3 separate regions of the Zea mays genome follow, and regions 1 and 3 are each linked to region 2. The links are chromatin contacts, called in public Hi-C maps. All regions are on one chromosome and are shown on one strand. The core of a region is the stretch at or near the end of the contact, and the rest is flanking DNA. Distances in the headings are between cores, read along the strand shown. Region 1 has its middle 19 kb from the start of LOC109940444. Region 2 holds the start of LOC100283590. Region 3 holds the start of LOC100282850 (iron-sulfur assembly protein IscA).

Region 1 (2,700 bases), core at 13-2,512, 340 kb before region 2:
CCTCGTCCAAAAATCTTTATGGACAGTTCGACCCCAGGACCTCCCTATACTCTACAGTGGTGCCTCCCCGCTTGCCCCTTTCGGGTAAGGTAATCTCTCTCTAGCTTTCCTAACTACTTGGCCAAGGGCATCCCATTCCACCCTTGTGGTAGCACTATTTTCCCGGGTGGTTCTCCATGTTCCAATTAATACAATAATCTTCTCATGAATAGTACTTAAACCAATAGTATTAATGGAACATGATCATATATAACATTAATTTCCCAAAACCAGGTAGAGCAATAGCAAATCTACCCAATATTTCATTTGTTTGAAAGGTGTGGGATAAACAATACTAGGGAAACCTATTAGGTCCCATCAAATTAACCTGAGCATGTCACAGTTATTAACAGGAACATTATTAGGTAAAGAAGAGTGATCAAGGGCACAATTTGCTTATGACTTGCGAATCCAGGTACTTCACCAAGTTGGTCTTCGGGTTTCTCGTGACCTCGCCGCTACTCGTAGCAATACAAACAAATAGGCCAGGAGTACATAAAAATAACATTACACCAAACATAAGAACAAACTATGTAGGAATATTCTATACGTTGCTACGAGATCGTAGGTTCGAGAACTACTAAAATTAGAGTTATAGTTGAAAAGATATGGCTTTTATAAGACTTTTGTGATTAGGAAATTAAAACTAGGTCTTATCTTGATTTTATAAATCATATGAGAAAGATAATCCAAAGAAATAATTAATTCCACTTTAATCAAAACTATAACTTGATTAGGGATTTTAATCAGATTATAATTATAGATAGATTAGCCTAGATTAGTAGAGTTAATCTACCAGATATAGATTGCACACTATCGAATTATAAATATATGGGCTATGGTGCATATGATGTTGTTAAAGCGTAGGAAATATTTTTATGAAGCTAACGCGACTTGAACGAACTAAATCGGAGTTAAAACGAGCAATATATGGATTAAATGAGTTTTAAGTCATTTTTAAAACTAAAATCGAGCTCTAGGGATTTATTTGCAATTTTCAGGGACTGTTGCATAATCTTCTTACCGCACGGGTGGACAGCGAGTTTATTTGTAATAACCCAAGGGGCTCTTTTGCAATAATGTCGGACTGGAGTATCTTAAGGTCTTAGCCGTCCGATCTAATACCGAAGGCACACATTAGATTGTGGATGGAACCAAGCGTTACGCGGCTGAGGCCGTCCGATTCGAGATCAATGGCCCACATTTTACCTATAGGATAACAGCTTAGATCCGATCGATGTCAGATCAACGGCCCGGATCACACCACCGAATCGGTATAGCACTATCAGATCCAGACCGCTCGCATGGGATCCAACAGCAAGATTTCTATGCGACGAAGGGTATGTGCTATCACATCTGAATCGTATGCTCTAGAATCTACGGTTCACAACTCATTTTCCTCCGATCTAATCCTAGGCGCTGGATGGAAATCCAACGGCGGTCGTGCATCAGCTCCAAACCGACGACGCCGAGCGACGGAGCTGTGCCCCATACGGCGGAGGCCGTGGCCGGAGATGGCCATCCCGGTGCACAACTCCCTAAACTCCGATTAGAACGGAGCTACATGTGAAGAACGGTAAGTCAAAATTCATGGGTACGAGGCTCATCGGTGGAGAAGGCGTGCCCGAGCTGGCCACGGCACACGGATTTCCCGCGATTGATCTTCAACGCCGGCGAGAAATCCTGGATAGGTCAGAGGCAATCACCGCACGGAAAGGCCACGAGCAGGTGTGGACGGTCTAGGCAACTCTTCTTGGCGGCTTCAGATCTCTCCACCAGCTGCACAGATGGATCTCCACCTCCCGCCGTGGATCACTCCTCCCTTCCAGCATACCAATGGCTGTGACTTCACGGCGGAGACGTAAACGGACGGGGGAACGTGAGGTCTGGTTCGTTTTATAGCCCGGAGGCCAAGTCTAGGCAACCCAAGGCGGGTTGCCTCGACCAAGCGCGAAATCCAGGGTCAGTGTGGCGATTGTTACGCCCGTAGCTTCGGTCAGGGTAGTTGAGACGAACGACCTGGTCACTGGGCCCCACTTGCCAGGGTCACGTAATGAGGCACGCGGAGAGAACGACTGGTTTGTTGCGGAGAGGGCGATGAGCGCTGATAGACTGGTCCCACAAGTCAGCGCCGAGAAGGGAGAAAGGCGCGCGGCACGCGACGGAGTGGCTGGCATGTGGGATTAGGGTATCGGTGCTGGTCAGTGGAGTTGAGCCGCGCGCGGGAGACCTTGTGGGCCAAAACCAACGGCAAGGCCCAGTCGGCGCACTCCCTTTCCTATCTTTTTTTTATTTTCTATTTCTTTTATTTTCTGTTTGCTATTCTATTGTAATTCTTCATGTTTCAAATAAAAATCCCACCAAGTTGAAACTTCAAATTTTTAATTTCTCAAATCAGTGCACAAACCAGTAAACTCCAACATAATGCATAATTTCTTATGTTTACTTAGCATGTGTAAAGAAAAAAGGGCAATATGCTTCACTAATAAAACACATAAAAATAACTCTTATTATTATTTCCTGAATAGCTAAAGTCGAAGAAATTCCTACTATTATTCTTATAAAATAATAAAGATCTAGTTAAACTCCTTAAGGCATTATCCAGGGTTTACAAATCCTACCCCCTTAAAGAGAATCTCGTCCACAAGATTAGTACAAAGA
Region 2 (2,800 bases), core at 3-2,502:
CTCTAGGTGACTTGTCTCTTGTTCCAGCCTTTGTTGGAGAAACTGGGAAACATGGACGCTCTCTGCAGATCCGGTGCACATCCCAGTTTGTGCTGTCTCCATTGCACGAGGTCGCGGTGGCCAGAACATGGCATCGACTGGGCAATTGAAGATTGCGGCGGCGCGACCTGTACTATCGCGGACGGGTACAACGCGCATGGGCGGGAAAGCACGGGGGCGGTACAGGGAGGGCGGGAGATCGGGCGGGAGGGCGCGGGAACGGGATGGCTGGGAGAGCGCGGGGGCGGTACAGGGAGGGCGGGAGATCGGACGGGAGGGCGGGAGATCGGGCGAGAGGGCGCGGGAATGGGATGGCTGGGAGAGCGCGGGGGTGGGATATGGCGATTTTGCGAGACACAACAACTCGACAAAATTGGCTAGCGACGGAGAGCGATGCCGAGCGAGATGGCGAAAGCGAGGTTGAAGAAGAGCTCCTAGATTCGGTTTTCACGGGTTTTATGTTTTTTTTGCCGATCGAATGATTTTTAAACCTGTCTGTTGGAGCTGCTCTAACTAATAGCTAATTTACTAAAAATAGCTAATAGCTAAAATATTAGCTAGAGTGTTTGGATGAATATAGCTAATTTTAGCCACTAACTATTAGCTGCATTCAAACACCACCATGCATTAGAGCTAATATCTAGTTAGATAAAAAATTGATAGTAGAATTGACTACCTAACTATTATTTAATTTACTAAAAATAGTTAATAGCTAAATTTTTAACTAGAATGTTTAGATATTTCCAACTAATTTTAGCCGTTAATTATTAAATTTAGTGCATTCAAACACAGCTGACTACCGCTGACTACGCAACCAAACTATGCTTTGAGGATAGCAATTTTATTCATTGCCCGATGCAATCAAAGATGACATGACATTTTTTGGAAATCATCCCATAAAATATAGCACCGAGAATGGTCTAAATTAGCTACTCCTAAAACGATCACCAATCGGTCATTCTGTCTTACCTGTTCCACGATCATGGTGCATCGCTTTCTTTGCTGTACCACCCAAATTTCGTGTAGAACCGTCGGACAGCTAGAACAAGGAAAAGCAGCAGAAAAAAAATTGGATCAATAATGGAATCCGGGCCCACCTGGTTCCGCTGCCCTGATCGGCCCTAGGGGCATTGTCGTCCTTGCACATCACCGTATGCTCGACCCGTGTCCATGTGTGTATATATATCTCCATGCGTTTGCCACTTACGGCTCTGCTTCGTGGCCGCCTTTTTTCAGAGAAAACAGAGGGAGGAAAGAAAAAGCTCACCCCCCTCTCTCTTCCCACCACCTCTCTCACGTGTGTGAGGTGGCGAGCCCAAGGAGGAGCGGGAGGCCACAAGTCCGATCCGCCCGTATCTAATCCGCTCGAGCGCAGCGGCTCGTTCCTCGCGGGGGCGCACGGTGAGTTCCCGACGATCTGCGTGCTACGAGTTTCCAGGGCGTGGGGGCGGTGGATTTCGGGCCGCATTCCGGTTTCGTGGGTAGATCTGGCGGTTTCGTGCGGAGTTCTATCGGCGCCCTAATGCTGCTGGTGATGAGGGATTTTTTTAAACCGTCGGGTTTTTCTTGTGTGTGTTCAAATTTGCGGAAATTGACGGGGGTCACGGGCGAAATGTATGGTTTTAAGGTGGGTGTTGTGCCTGGCCTGAATTGGGCACGAACAATGGCGTAGTTTAGGGTGTTGGGATGCTGTGGATTTGCCGGCAATGCGCTTCTGTTCTTAGCTGGAAAAAAACTGGAGCTTTTGATTCGTTTTATTCGGTTGGAAACATGGCCCGGCGTCCCGGCCAACTGGCTTGAGCTGTTTCCAGACCAGAGAGAAGGTTGGTTGGATTTCTCTGGCCTAGTAGGCATTTGTTGGCCTCCCACCCCCCAAAACTTGTGGTGGTGGCCGTAGTTGAAATGCTTTCTAATGGTGGGGCAGTGACCCTCGCTTTCGAACCGATTCGTATGGGCGCAGCTGGTTCCAGTGTTCTTTGGTGGTGGCCTTGCTTTGCCCGAAAAGGTACGTCTTCAGCAGTTGGATGCCTGGATCCGGTGGCCTATGCCTGTCTTCTAATTAATTTGAGAAAATTGAGTGCGTTCTCATATTTCTGTATAAAAAATGTAAATGTCCATTGCTCCTTTCTGCCCGAAACTGGAAAATTTTAACCATCACAGTCACACAACAGCCGTGTTCCTTTCGATGTCTTATTCACGAGAATGCAATGGAAAATAGGGGAGAACCGTGGTTGTTGTGTTCCTTTCAAGGTCTTATTCACGAGAATGCAATGGAAAATAGGGGAAAACTGTGGTGCTTTCTTGTAAAAAATGGTGAATACATACACCTTCTCACAAAAGCTTCTGTTTTTGTTGATTATTTCTTCAGGTTGGCATTTCGAGTGCTGAGACATCGGCTTCATTGAATCCTAAAGCACGGTTGAGCCATGGCTGGCTCCCTTGCTGCCTCAGCCTTCTTCCCTGGCCCAGGGGCGTCTCCAGCAGCATCCGCGAAGAACTTGGCTGGTGAAGTACCGGATAGTTTGAGCGTCCGTGGTATTGTCGCAAAGCCTAATGCCAATTCTGGGAACATGCAAGTGAAGGCTCAAGCACAAACCCTTCCCAAGGTTAATGGCACCAAGGTTAACCTCAAGAATGCAAGCTCAGACACAGAGGAGGCGATACCCTACACTGCTCCCAAGACATTCTACAACCAACTGCCAGATTGGAGCATGCTTCTTGCGGCTGTCACTACCATCTTCCTGGCAGCAGAGAAGCAGTG
Region 3 (2,700 bases), core at 200-2,699, 290 kb after region 2:
GTCTCCGGCGACTGCACTGTCGCGGACGGGAGCAGTGTCAGCCGCCGTGCAGTTAACCCCCTCGCATTTGATCTCAGCCGCCTGTCCCCGATCAAGCGGCCCATATCACTAGGTACATGTTCTCGCGTGCCCCCTGCCCCTGGATCCCACTCGCCGGTCGCCTGCACCCCTGACGCTGGGCCGGACTGGTCAGCCCGCCCTCGCCCCCGAGCCACTGACTGCCCTGGCCCGCCTGTTAGTGCTCGCCCGCGCGCTCGCTCTTCCGCGAGATCGGTTTTCGGTCGTTGATATGAGATCGGACGACCGAGAACGCCCCTTACCCCTTCGCCTGGTAAATCTGTTAAATAGCCCCTCGGATTCTTAGAAATCAACCCCCAGTCCGGTTTTCTTGTGCCTGAGTTCCTGGTTTCTTGCAGAGAGACCCTTGGACTTTTATTATAATCACAGAAATAGGTTTAATTTAGGGTTTTGAATTCTAAAACTTGTAAATTTCATAACTTTTGCATATGAACTCCAAATTGGATGGTTCAAATTGCAAAATGTTCATTATCTTATTTTCTATCTGTTTAAATTATATTCATTCATTGTTTCCATGTCTCAATTTTGTGGTTAGTCTCTAGGTTAGTGTAAGGTTATAGAATATTTATTAAAGGTAAAATAAAAGATAAAACCCTAGTGAATATTCAAGTGCTTAAATTTGTAGACCTAACCTCATTTAATGTATGACCCCATCCCGAGAATAAGTTTATTTAGGTAAGTAATTTACTGAGATAGACTTAGTTAGAGAACAATAGACCACTCGACATAGTGATCTACCCCAAAACCTAGATTGCACCTGTGTGTCTTACCCCTTTTATTGAACATGTGTTCACACTGTTGCATATGTTTGGTGTACTGTTCTCTTGTCATTCTCCAAGCACGTTGAATGAATGATTGCTTTGCGTAGACAACGAGCAGTCCGAGGTTTCCGAGTGTGTTGCAGGAGACGTCCCTGAACAGCAACATGGTGAAGGCAAGTGTACTCTGACCCATTATGTCCTATTTACTTTATAATTTATTGTCCTGCATATCATGATCAACCTAAGGATGGACTAGTGTTCTGTTCCTCCTGCCCTAGGTTATCCTTTGGGAATTGGTTATTTTGAGTAGTATCATGCTACTGCTTTACTTTAATCAATGAACATGATGAGAACATTTATGATACGTTGATGATATTCTGATTATAATGAGTATGAAAAAAAAATTATACCCGAAATTTAGAGAATTACAAGCGTTTATGTTGGAATTTTCTTTTAATTATTGCTTACGTGACTATTTAAAGACGGCGTATTGTTGTATGTGCCCTGCCATATTAGACGGGTGTAATTTTTTTTTCTCAAACGTTTTTTAGAAATATTTTTTCAAAATAAAACAAAAAATTCAAAGCTGCCAGCACCCTGTGGGCCGTATAGCCCGATGCGAAAATGCTTGAAGCCTCCAAGAATCTGGGTGCACCGCTGAGGCGCTGACCACCACGCACCACCTCACCAGATCTTTCTTCCTGTTGCTTCCTCGGCTGGTTTCCTTCTCTCGCCGCGTCGCCTGCTTCTTCCCCCAACCAAAGACACGAATCAGCCATGGCGCTCGCCTCCGCCACGTCCCGCCCCCTCCTCGGTCGCCCCGCCGGCACCGCGCGGCCCCACCTCGCCGTTTCCTCATCCTCCCCCGCCTCCTCGATCCGCTTCCCCCGCGGCGCCGACGGCGGCGCCAGCAGAGCGGCCGTCTCTCTCCGCGCCCCCACGCCTCCAGGTCCGTGGTCAACCCGGGTGTTTATTTCCCCCGCGCCACAATTAGAAGTTATGCTCGTGGCAAAGGATTTGGGCTTGGGTTGTGGAGACGTATGAAAACTGAACTCTGTTTGATCCATGATGCTCTCTCTAGCTTTTGGACACGGTCACAGCCACATGGACGATAGTCGATATGAATATATTACGTGCAAGACTCTTTCAGAGCAAGCTTAGCTTCGTAGCCGCAGAAATTATTAAGTGCTTTAAATCGGCTGTCAGCAGTAGTATAAGATATGTATTCTAACAGAATTCCAATTAAGCACGCATATCACAGTATACTATTGCCTTATCGCGTTAATATGAATTAGCTTTTCTCTTGGCTAATGGCTACCCTAGTTGCTCAGTTCAATGCTTGGCAGTTTGGACCTTGTTTCTTTCATTGCCAGGTTATCCGCATTCAATTTATCCTTGAATGACAGAGGTTTAAACTTCACTGCTAGTTCCCAAGTAGTACGTCTTACAATATATAAATCACAAGGATTGTGCTACATGACAGTTTTACTTGGGGTTACCTTGATCTTGTTTCATTCTTCAAGCCACAAGTAAAATTTCCCCTTTCTAAAGCTGTATGTAATGTTAAAATACAATACTCACAACCTAGTAAGCATTTTGTTTCTGGTGTTCATTATTGGTATTTGGTAGGCCAGACGAAACTTCAAAAATAAATTGTTAACATGAACACAACATCTGTGCCTGAACCTTGGCTTGTGGTTTCTGTTGGGTTTCAACTCTAGTCTATCCCAACTTGCTTGGGACTAAAAGGCTTTGTTGTTGTTGTTGTGAGCACAACATTGATCCGTAAGCATTTTTCCTGCCTCCAAATACAACCGTGGAGCTATAGATTGAAATGGACTTCAATTATTTATTTCATGTC

What was found. Hi-C and Micro-C count contacts between places; a contact is called where the count stands out from the background.
Region 1: a contact with region 2 is called in a Hi-C map of bundle sheath, with 4 times the contacts expected there. The contact joins the enhancer-like site here to the promoter of LOC100283590 in region 2. A contact is called at or near these places in 2 of 25 Hi-C or Micro-C datasets (bundle sheath and ear).
Region 3: a Hi-C map of tassel shows a contact between it and region 2, with 2.0 times the contacts expected there. The contact joins the promoter of LOC100282850 here to the promoter of LOC100283590 in region 2. A contact is called at or near these places in 6 of 25 Hi-C or Micro-C datasets (bundle sheath, ear, leaf and 3 more).

What each region holds. Positions count from the first base shown.
Region 1 is chr6:80,279,214-80,281,913 of Zm-B73-REFERENCE-NAM-5.0, forward strand. No RefSeq gene overlaps it. Among protein-coding and RNA genes, the nearest start is that of LOC109940444, 19 kb to the left of the region's middle. Within about 2 kb of position 1,263, at least 18 of the 20 cell types and tissues checked have an H3K27ac peak or open chromatin away from gene starts, as enhancers often do. A contact at or near this core is called in bundle sheath and ear, where this site is marked.
Region 2 is chr6:80,615,509-80,618,308 of Zm-B73-REFERENCE-NAM-5.0, forward strand. LOC100283590 reads left to right here and starts at 1,253. Exons shown (of 7, transcript NM_001156491.1): 1 at 1,253-1,440; 2 at 2,408-2,800. The coding sequence starts at 2,466.
Region 3 is chr6:80,902,817-80,905,516 of Zm-B73-REFERENCE-NAM-5.0, forward strand. LOC100282850 (iron-sulfur assembly protein IscA) reads left to right here and starts at 1,450. Exons shown (of 3, transcript NM_001371885.1): 1 at 1,450-1,788. The coding sequence starts at 1,617.